Regions from separate parts of the Mus musculus genome. Here all the other regions are linked to region 2. The links are chromatin contacts, called in public Hi-C and HiChIP or PLAC-seq maps. All regions are on one chromosome and are shown on one strand. The core of a region is the stretch at or near the end of the contact, and the rest is flanking DNA. Distances in the headings are between cores, read along the strand shown.

Region 1 (3,347 bases), core at 329-2,828, 390 kb after region 2:
AGCATATAAACTCCAAAAGAGTTCCCGACTCTTTTGGAAAAGAATCCTTTTCAACTTCACAGTTCAAGACCCCACCCTAGCCTTTCCAGCATCCAGTTTAACTTCAGCCAAGTTTTTGGTTGTTTTGAACAAAGATGTAGAGAATGCTGTCAAACGTTAGTTCAGGGGGTCAACAGAGAAGCTGGGGGTCGAGAGTGGAAATTTAGGCGCCCCGGGCGCACTGGGTAAGAAAAGTATCTGGGGACCAACAGGCGAGTCACGTGTGCATGAAACTCGACCTAAGGGGTGGGGAAGGACGGGAACCCCCGCCCCCACCTTGGGGCGCTGCTCCCAACGCCTGTAAATACAGCTATCAACTCCGCAGATCGCGTAGTCCATGCCCTGGCTTCCCGGCTTCACCTATCTGTGGCGCCAGGACGGTTCCCAGATCCACTGCTTCTTTCGAGGGCGCAGACGAGGTGAGACCGGCGGTTCCGAGGCCCGCTGGGTCTGGCACGCAGGGAAGACACCCCGCGTGGATGCGATTTGGAATTGGGATCCTGGGTCTCAGGAGATCCGGAGTGTGGAAGCGCCGGGGAGACTCTGTGTTACTCCGGGTGTCAACAGCTGCGGGAGGCAAGTTTGTCGGGGACAGGTGAGCAGCTAGCGCAGCTCAAAGTCACCCAGCCACACTTGCAGGTCCCTGTGAAGCGTCCGTTACCTGAGTCTCTGGGCACATTGTTCCCTCTGTCCGACCCCTTCATTCTCCCCTTCTTCTCTTCCACTCTGTTTAGAACCACGGTTGTCATTATAGGATGGGACCTCGGGGATCCCTGATTCAAAAGCCCCGTTTCACAGATGAGGGGCTGGGCCACCCCCTAGAGAAGGGTCTCTTTCTCTTCGTCTTTCTTGTTTGCTCTTCCCCTGATCATTTCCTCTAGGCTCGCCCGGGTCTTGCTTCGGGTCCCCGGGTCAGATCGCCTCCCTTGTTGGCGGTGGCTACCGCGGCCCTGGAGGGCTCGGGTTTCTTCGTTCCCTCTGGTAAACACACCCGCCCGCCGGCCACCCCATCTGCCTCCTTATAAAGTATGTCCTTATAAAGTCTGCAGGCACCGGACTTCCTGCCGGAGCCCAAGCCCCCTCCCAGGGACAGAGGGGCTGGCGCGTTCCCAGGCGCGCGGCGGAATGAGGGGCGCGCGGAGGCGCCACGGGGCCCGCCCAGGGTCTCCCTCCACGTGGCAGCCGTGGGATTGGCCCAGGAGACAGGACGAGCGCCGCCGGCTGTGTCAGGCGGGAGGAAGTTTTCTACCCGGGCTCTGGAGAGGAGGAGTAGAATGAAAGGCGTAACTAGAATAGAGGGTCTCGGGGTAGCCCCAGACTTCCCTTTCCGCCTCCTGCTCGCTTCTGAGAATCCGATCTGGTGCCTAGAGGCTGGCTAGCTGTGGGCCAGAGGTGGCTACAGAGCACGGTGTGCCCCTTGGTGACTTTGAGAGACTTTGGGAACTTGGGGGGTTGTCTCCTGGAGCGGGATCGGGGCGCCCTGGCTCGGGTAGGCAAGCCCGGCAGCGCGCCAGGAAGTTGCTTCGCTCAGACCAGACCTTTCTGGTTCCTGATAGCGCCCTGCGGGCCAGTGGCGCGTTCGCTCCTGGCACTGCCAGAGCGCGCGGAGCCAGCTCCGCAGCACCGGGCTCTATGGGGCCTCCATGAAGGCTCCATCTCTTTGGCTCCAGGGGTCTCAGGAGCCACCATGATGGAGTACCCTTCCCAAGGGCCGCTAGGAAGCCCTTCTCTGAGCGCTCTGTTTCTCTGCAGAGTCTCGGCCACCATGGCTCCCACGCTGAAGCAGGCGTACCGCAGGCGCTGGTGGATGGCTTGCACCGCTGTGGTGGAGAACCTCTTCTTCTCCGCGGTGCTCCTGGGCTGGGCCTCCCTGCTGATCATGCTCAAGAAGGAAGGCTTCTATTCCAGCCTGTGCCCAGGTATATCTGAGAAGGGTGTGGGGGTGGGAGGTGAAGACCGCGAGGGACGGTAGAAGGAGGAGGCAGGAAGTTGGAAAACAAGGACAGGTGGTCAGGCAGAGACAAAGCGACAAAGCAGGGCTGCCCAAGACCGGAACACTGGGCAGCTAGGAATTGGACAGCCTCACTTCATGATCTCTTCAAACTTCAGGTGCCACTCTGTCAGGATTCTCTGATTCAGTGATGAGTGAAAGCCAAAGTCCCACTAGGCATACATATCCTGAGACTGATTGCCTATGACAACCTTCTGTCTAGAGTAGTCCGTAGACTCTTAGAAGTTCTGCACCTACCTGGATAAGGAATGCTCAAGTTAAACAGGTCTTTTGTGTGTGTGTGCTAGCAAGCATTGAACTACATCACCAATACACAGAGAGTTCTTAATGAGATCAAACAGAAGTACACAAACTGGAGAATGGACGTGAAGGACCTATACTCTTGGTCTTTTCAGGACCTTGGAGTTCCCAGGTCTACAAATCATCCCTTTTGTACAAAGTTAAAAGCCTTATTTCCTCTAGAATGGATATTTGTGGAGCGTTTGTTTCTGTTTTCCACACCAATCACCTTGGTCTTGTGTAAAGTGACCCGGACCTGGAGTGGGAATTCTAAACTCTTTGAGAATAGTTAGTGCAGCCAGAGGCTGCCTGTCTGCATCTGTCCGTCAGGGAGGGAGCGCCTCACTTAGTGACTGGGACTTGGTGGATATTTTTCTTTTCTGGAAAGGAGAGTGTTGTGCTCAGTGAAGGGGCTGTGTGGTGTGCAGTTTGATGTCTCTCCTGTCTCTTTCCCCACATCCTTGTTGTGGAAAGAAGGCCAACAGGGATTGGAATCCCGGCTTCCATCTCATTTAACCAGTGAGTTCCTTGCAAATTGAGTGTCCATTACCTAGAAACAATAGTAACATCAGTTCCCTGGATGACTAAGTCTCAACACACATGTGAATGTCCTTCTGGCTTCTCCTGACTCTTCAGCTCAACCTGTTGCCTCATTGCTTAGCCTGTGAGTGTGGGAGGATGGAAAACCATTTCCTTGAGGGTGGAGGTGAGGAGGTCTTGATATCTATCCTTACTTGCAGCTCCAGCTATACTGTGGGGCTGCCCCACCCCTGCTGAAGTTATCTCTAAGGAAGCAGTGGGTTGCACCCAGCTATGGCACTCAGCCCAGGTGCCTGGCCCCAGTTACAGAGGGCTGGGGCTGGAGATGATGGAGTTAGTGTGAGGCCTAGGAAGGCAGGGTGGATTCCTTGAGGAAGAAGTCTGAAATGGAATGATAGGCTTGCATTTCAGGATGGTTGAGAGGACCAGGTGGGTCCTTAGGGACCCCCACCCACAGGAGATTCAAATCCCTCTGAGC
Region 2 (2,892 bases), core at 110-2,609:
TCTAAAATTATTGAATCTGCACTGAGACCTCAACCACACCAACTCTTGTGCCACAGGCTTCCCGGAAACCTACCTGGTATGCATGTTTTCTTACACTCTTCCAGGGTATCAAATCGGTTCTCGTTCCCTTCACATCCCCCGTATATAAATTCTTCACATTGATGAGTATACATATTGAAAAAATAACTCCTTATCATTGCTTTGCATGGACCATCATCTGCCTTCATTGCACAAAATGTATGTAGCGGTTTCATTGACCCCAGCTCAGAATCTACAAGGTAAATTTTAAAACATCACGTGTGTAGCTCTCTCCCAACACTATGATAACATCCTTGCTGTTGTTTTGCCAAATATACAATTTCCACCGTCAATTTTTAAATGAGAAAATTAAAACTGAAAATTCAGGTTATTATGGGTTCCATGCAAGTAACGACCTGAGTGAGCGAGCCTATATGTTCCACGTGTTTGATAATTTATATATGATCTATAAGGAAGGCACTTGAGGCTTTAAATGGCATAAACCAATTTGTCCTTTAGAGGGCAGCAGTGCTCTGTTAAGAGACAATCTATGAGCACTACTGTAAAACATTCTCTTCATTCACCATTATTTTAAATACTAAAACATGAATGGACATCACGTCAAAGTTCTCACCTAAAAATTATTTTAAAACAAAGTGTAAATTGTACATAGATGATAATCTAGTAATAAATCCATTTTTTTAATTCCCTACAATTTTAAAATGTGAATTTTTGGAAAATATTTTACATACATTTGATCTAGGCTACTTTCAACTATCTTCTTCCATTTGCAATTCATTACTATAGTTAAATATTAATTAATATATTCTGGCCATATTTTAATAAAGTTATGATTCTAACAAAGACATTGGAATGTTCCCACTTATTTCTTCCTTTTTTACTTATTTACTTGTTTGCGAACATGCTTGCAGGTATGCATAAGTGGAGGGGTGCACATACTCCCTGACTGTCTCTCTTCAATTGCAATCTCTCACTACCCTAGAACTCAAAAGGCACGCTAGGCTGGCTGGCTGGCTCTGGGGACACCGGGCCTCAGGAATCTGCCTTTCTCTGGCTTCCCACTACAGGACTTACAGACATGCACCGCCAAAGTCCAGCTTATTTTTACATTCATTCTGGAATAAAACTCAGTTCCTGGTCTTACAAGTCAAGCTCATTCCTGTCTCCTCAGCCCCAATCACCTATAGTACTGGTAAAATCAGATATCTGTGGTGTCAAACGTCAAGTTGACTGAATCAAGAGTTATCTGAGAGATGGCTACTGAGCAGGCCTGGGGTATGGCGGGGAAGCACTGATTGATTCTTTGACTCCCACGCTCTGGGCTGAGAACTAGACAGTGTTACCGGAAGGAGAGCTAAGCACAGATTTTGTCGTGCTTCTCTCTGGCTGACTTATATCAGCTCTTGCTTACTGAAATCGTGTGTGTGTGTGTGTGTGTGTGTGTGTGTGTGTGTGTGTGTGTGTGTGTGTGTGTGTGTGTGTGTGAGTGTGAGTGAGTGTGAGAGAGAGAGAGAGAGAGAGAGAGAGAGAGAGAGAGAGAGGGAGAGAGGGAGAGAGAGAGAGAGCGTTTCTGTCGGTATGTGTTCAGGAAGACACAGAGCCCAAGTTCAGCCTGCTATTTAATAAGTTGGCCACAAGAGGGAGACAGTGTACCACAAAAGAGTTGTTTCTTCAGTGCTGTTGATGTAGTTACAGTAATTACCGGCAAACTTTCCTCTGAGTAATTACAATCTCATGGAACTTCGTTATAAAATCATCTAATGATCTCCCAGCAGTGATGCCAGACACCTTTAATCCCAGCACTTGGGAGGCAGAGGCAGGCAGATTTCTGAGTTGGAGACCAGCCTGGTCTACAGAGTTAATTCCAGGACAGCCAGGGCTACACAGAGAAACCCTATCTCAAAAACAAAAACAAAAACAAAAAGCAGATCTACTTTTGTAGATGTTCTTTGTGATGCAGGTTTTATCAAGTTGCTTAGACTTATACGTGCAGATGAGAGAACTGACTCTCATATGCTATTATACCAGGTATAATTCACAATAATAAGAGTAAGATTATCACAGACCTGAAAGGCTGAGATTTCACCCAAATACTTGGACTAAACAATTCAATTTAATAAAGTAATGTCTGCTCAATAGCACTCTAAAAATTGCTTTATAAAGCTGGAACTCATTTTTGATGAAAATCTGGTGCTAAATTCATAGCAACCACGTAAAGACAAAAACACTATCAACTTTTTATTTCGTTATTACCTTATTTCTTTAGAATTCCCATATTAATGAAGTTACCATAATTTTATATCAGTATATTCTATGCATTGATCTTGTTGCTGTTCACACCTAAGCAGGATGTCCCAGACAACAGGAAGACCTCGGGTTAATCTCGGACATCCACAGCCATCCACTCTTGGGAAGGTGTATGCCTGTCTTGGTTTTCATTTATGGGGATAACCTTTTTGAGTATTAAAATTGTGCCCTGAATACGTATCTATCAAGAACTGGGTTGTTATTGCAGATACAACAATATATCGGGCAGCAGGCCCTTTTAATGACGCTTGCAATCACTAATTTACAATAATTACAATAGTAATTTATTGAAGAGCTTACTAAAGAGCGAACAGCAGACTACCTCAGGGAAGGAGTAAGGATAATTTTTCTTACACTTGGAAGAGTTGAGAATAATGTTTTTAAAAATAAGGACTATCCTTCTGTACCCATGAAACTAGAACATTTGCCGAATATTATAACAAGAATCTGATCCGAGGTAGCCAAAAAATAGAATTATAATTTACATTTGAATATTTGTGATTGAGTGTTTATATTTTGTATCTCCTAGCATAAGGGTAACAATCT
Region 3 (3,271 bases), core at 628-3,127, 420 kb before region 2:
AATTGTGTGCTGTCGCAGAAAAGGGGTATAAGGCACTGAGTAGGGGGAGGTTTAAGCAGATGTCCTGAGCTTCTATAGAGAACACTGAAACTCTTGGAAAGGCAAATTAAGGCTCTGTGCAATGCTGGTTAGCAGAGAACAACACATCTGAGTTACATTTTAATCTAAAATTTAAAACCAGGTGGTTTCAACTGGATTCCTTCAGTTGTTTTTTGAGAACCCAAAGGAGACTGTTTATGTTGAGAATTTTGATTGTTGGCTTACGGACCAATCTTGACAATTGCCAGGCTGACCTACAGCTCATGTAGCCAGGTTGGGCTTGAACTTGTGACCTTCCTGCTTCTATCTCACAACAACTGGCATTATAGGTATGAGTACCGTCACACTTCACTTTGTTCCATCTTCCAGTTTTATTAAATACAGGTGTCTGTGGAAGCAACAATTTCTCTGTTCCTACAAGTGATATATTTTAGTATATCTCATTTGCTGCTTCAGATCACATATAAAACCAAACACCATATATACAAAACCATTTTTTATACATGTATACCCATGACAACTTTTAACTAATTAAGGCATTGTAAGAGATTGACAATAATAACTAATAACAAAGCAATTATAACGATGTACTGTAATAAAGTCTCTGAGAATGTAGTTTTCCTCAAGATCATTTGAAACATCTTATTATACTTCCACCTTTTCATTTAAATTAAACACTTGATAGTTTCTTTTGGTATATCTGAATTGTCAACACCCTAACTCCTGGGTTTAGGGTTTCTGGTAAGTTAAATGTCATATTTGAACACAAGCTCTCCCATAAAATGAAAGTTGATCTTACAACCGAGTCAGTCACTAAGTGACTAGCAGATACCACTGTATTCAGTAAAAGTGTGACTTGTAAGCCAGTGGTTCTAGTTTACAATCTCCTAAAGACTTCTGATTTTTTTGTCAAGTAATTTAGTCCTATGTATGAAGAAATGGAGACATTTAAATATGTGCCTATTGAACAACAACAACAAATACAAATTTAATACAGTCACCAAATCCTGGTGAATTTCCTTTTTAGTGAGTTTTTTGAAGAAGTGTAACTTATTTTGTATCTGCTTCATTATACTTAGGATTTATAGTCTAGGTTTGGGATTCAGGAGCTCTCTTGAAGCCGGTAGGCACTATTTACATTTCACTTACTGATCACAAGAGGGAGTGAGAGGTCTGTGAAAGATTACACTGTTTCCAACTTTTCCCAAGTTGTGCATCCAGAGGCCAGTGAGTTCTACGGGTCAGCTGGTGTTTCTCCTTCCCCTCAGTAGAAGCCCTTTTTATCTGACCCCAAGTTCAAACCGACCTTACCACATACCCACGTACTTTCATAATAAAAGCTAAGTGCATGAAAAATATTAGACTCTTTATATTTTGTCATTCTGCAAACACACACACACACACACACAGACACACACACACACAGAGACACACACACACACAGATACACACACACAGACACACACACACACAGACACACACAGACACACACACACACACAGACACACACACACAGACACACACACACAGACACACACACACAGACACACACACACAGACACACACACTCACTCACAAACACACACACACACAGACACACACACACACACCACATACACACACACACATCACACACACACACTCACTCACACACAGACACACACACCACACACACACACACACACAGACACACACAGACAGACAGACAGACAGACAGACAGACAGACACACACACACACACACACACACACACACACACACACACACACACACACACACACCACTGCTGGTCTGATGAGCCTGGGTTAGTGATACTGCTCTCAGCAGTTCATTTATTGCAGCATCAGTGGGTGTGACAGAGCTATCCAGCAGAAGGCTGAGATGCTGAAAAATCAGAACATCTGGAGTAAAGAGAACATTTGACATTCCTCTTCTAAGGTGTCTGTAACCTGGGAGAACTTGCTGTTTCTCCTTCTGATAGCATGTTTCCTTTAAAGAGAAGACACTGGAACATAGTAACGCTGTGTTCTGTGATGCTCCACAGTTCATTAGATAGTTGGGGAATAAAAGCTTAAAATATCTCTGATACAAAGAGCAACATTACTGACCATTGTGAAGTTTCTTAAGAGAGAAACACATATGCAATCTCTTCAAAATGTATGCCTTCACAAGACAGCATCTGAATGCTTGTAGTGTATTCTTTGATAGACTTGAGTATAATTTCTCCTAAGACTGTAAGATTGTTTCTTCCAGCTTAGGGAGTCAAAGGTGGGCTAACCTTCAAGAATAACTTTCAGTTATTTAATAAAAGAAGCCCCCAAATTTAAAATAAAATGAGTTATGTATATATTTTGCTTTATGCATGAAGGCAGATGTAATGAGAAAGTGACATTGAATATGGTTTTTAAATTCTTAAATTTTTTATAGTAACTTTTATCTTTTTGAAATTATAATAGTATCATTTCCTCCTTCTCTTTTCTCTGTCCAACCCTCCCATTTAGCCCCTTGATCTCTCTAAAGCAACACAGCTTCAAAATTTTAAAGGTCTGTGCATGCACCCATACCCCTCCCCTCTCTCTGTGTGTCTCTCTCTCTGTCTCTGTGTCTGTCTGTCTGTCTGTCTGTCTGTCTGTCTGTCTCTGTGTTGGTCAGAAAGTCTGGAATCAGTCCTCTCCTTTCACCATTAAGTGAAAAGCAAATGCAGGCTGTCAGGGTTGTACAGCAAGCATCTTTATCAGCTGAGCCATCCAGCCATCACACACAACATGTTTGTAAGCCTTAACATGCACACATACACTATGAAATTTTTTCTTGATCAGAAATTCTCACAAGAATGAAATGTGCATAACAAGAGTTACTAACATGTATCTTAATGTATAAAAGCTAAATATACAGACCCTAAATAACATTTAAAATCTCTTTATACTATCTGGACAAAGTATTCAGTTACAATGTGGGCCTGGCTCACAGGTCATTTCTAGTTTAATTCATCTGATGGTTTTACTGCCTGCCTGAAACATTTGTTGTTTTTAATGCCACAGCTATGACACACGTCAGCTTGCTCCATGAAAACTTCTGGGAATCCTGAAGAAATACTAGTACTTCCCCACCCCACCCAGCACTCCGAAAGTTTCCCACAGTTTTTTCCCTTCATGCTGTTTACACTTATCAGTGTTTCAATGCTTTGGGTTGTCAGAAACTTTGACTTCGTATTGTCTTAGAACCATAAACA

What was found. Hi-C and Micro-C count contacts between places; a contact is called where the count stands out from the background. HiChIP or PLAC-seq counts read pairs in DNA pulled down with a chosen protein or histone mark.
Region 1: an H3K4me3 HiChIP or PLAC-seq map of stem cell-derived neural progenitor cells shows a contact between it and region 2, with 5 times the contacts expected there. The contact joins the promoter of Slc43a1 here to the enhancer-like site in region 2. A contact is called at or near these places in 8 of 39 promoter capture datasets (3T3-L1-derived adipocytes, the C10 cell line, the HPC-7 cell line and 6 more), 1 of 15 datasets of contacts at CTCF or cohesin (embryonic stem cells), 11 of 484 Hi-C or Micro-C datasets (the G1E-ER4 cell line, the HL-1 cell line, the HPC-7 cell line and 6 more), 10 of 115 datasets of contacts at active chromatin or transcription factors (T-cell acute lymphoblastic leukemia, craniofacial prominence, embryonic hindbrain and 6 more) and 2 of 9 other capture datasets (macrophages and pancreatic islet).
Region 3: a contact with region 2 is called in a Hi-C map of bone marrow-derived macrophages, with 11 read pairs. The contact joins two enhancer-like sites.

The regions. Positions count from the first base shown.
Region 1 is chr2:84,839,048-84,842,394 of GRCm38.p6, forward strand. Slc43a1 (solute carrier family 43, member 1) reads left to right here and starts at 1,579. Exons shown (of 14, transcript NM_001083809.1): 1 at 1,579-1,958. The coding sequence starts at 1,727. D930003E18Rik (RIKEN cDNA D930003E18 gene) reads right to left here and starts at 1,161. Exons shown (of 2, transcript NR_165656.1): 1 at 701-1,161; 2 at 1-606.
Region 2 is chr2:84,453,727-84,456,618 of GRCm38.p6, forward strand. Tfpi (tissue factor pathway inhibitor) reads right to left here. Exons shown (of 9, transcript NM_011576.1): 4 at 74-271. Among named protein-coding and RNA genes, the nearest start is that of Tfpi, 19 kb to the right of the region's middle. Within about 2 kb of position 1,360, at least 39 of the 459 cell types and tissues checked have an H3K27ac peak or open chromatin away from gene starts, as enhancers often do. A contact at or near this core is called in bone marrow-derived macrophages and stem cell-derived neural progenitor cells, where this site is marked.
Region 3 is chr2:84,036,279-84,039,549 of GRCm38.p6, forward strand. No RefSeq gene overlaps it. Among named protein-coding and RNA genes, the nearest start is that of Zswim2, 97 kb to the left of the region's middle. Within about 2 kb of position 1,878, at least 4 of the 459 cell types and tissues checked have an H3K27ac peak or open chromatin away from gene starts, as enhancers often do. A contact at or near this core is called in bone marrow-derived macrophages, where this site is marked.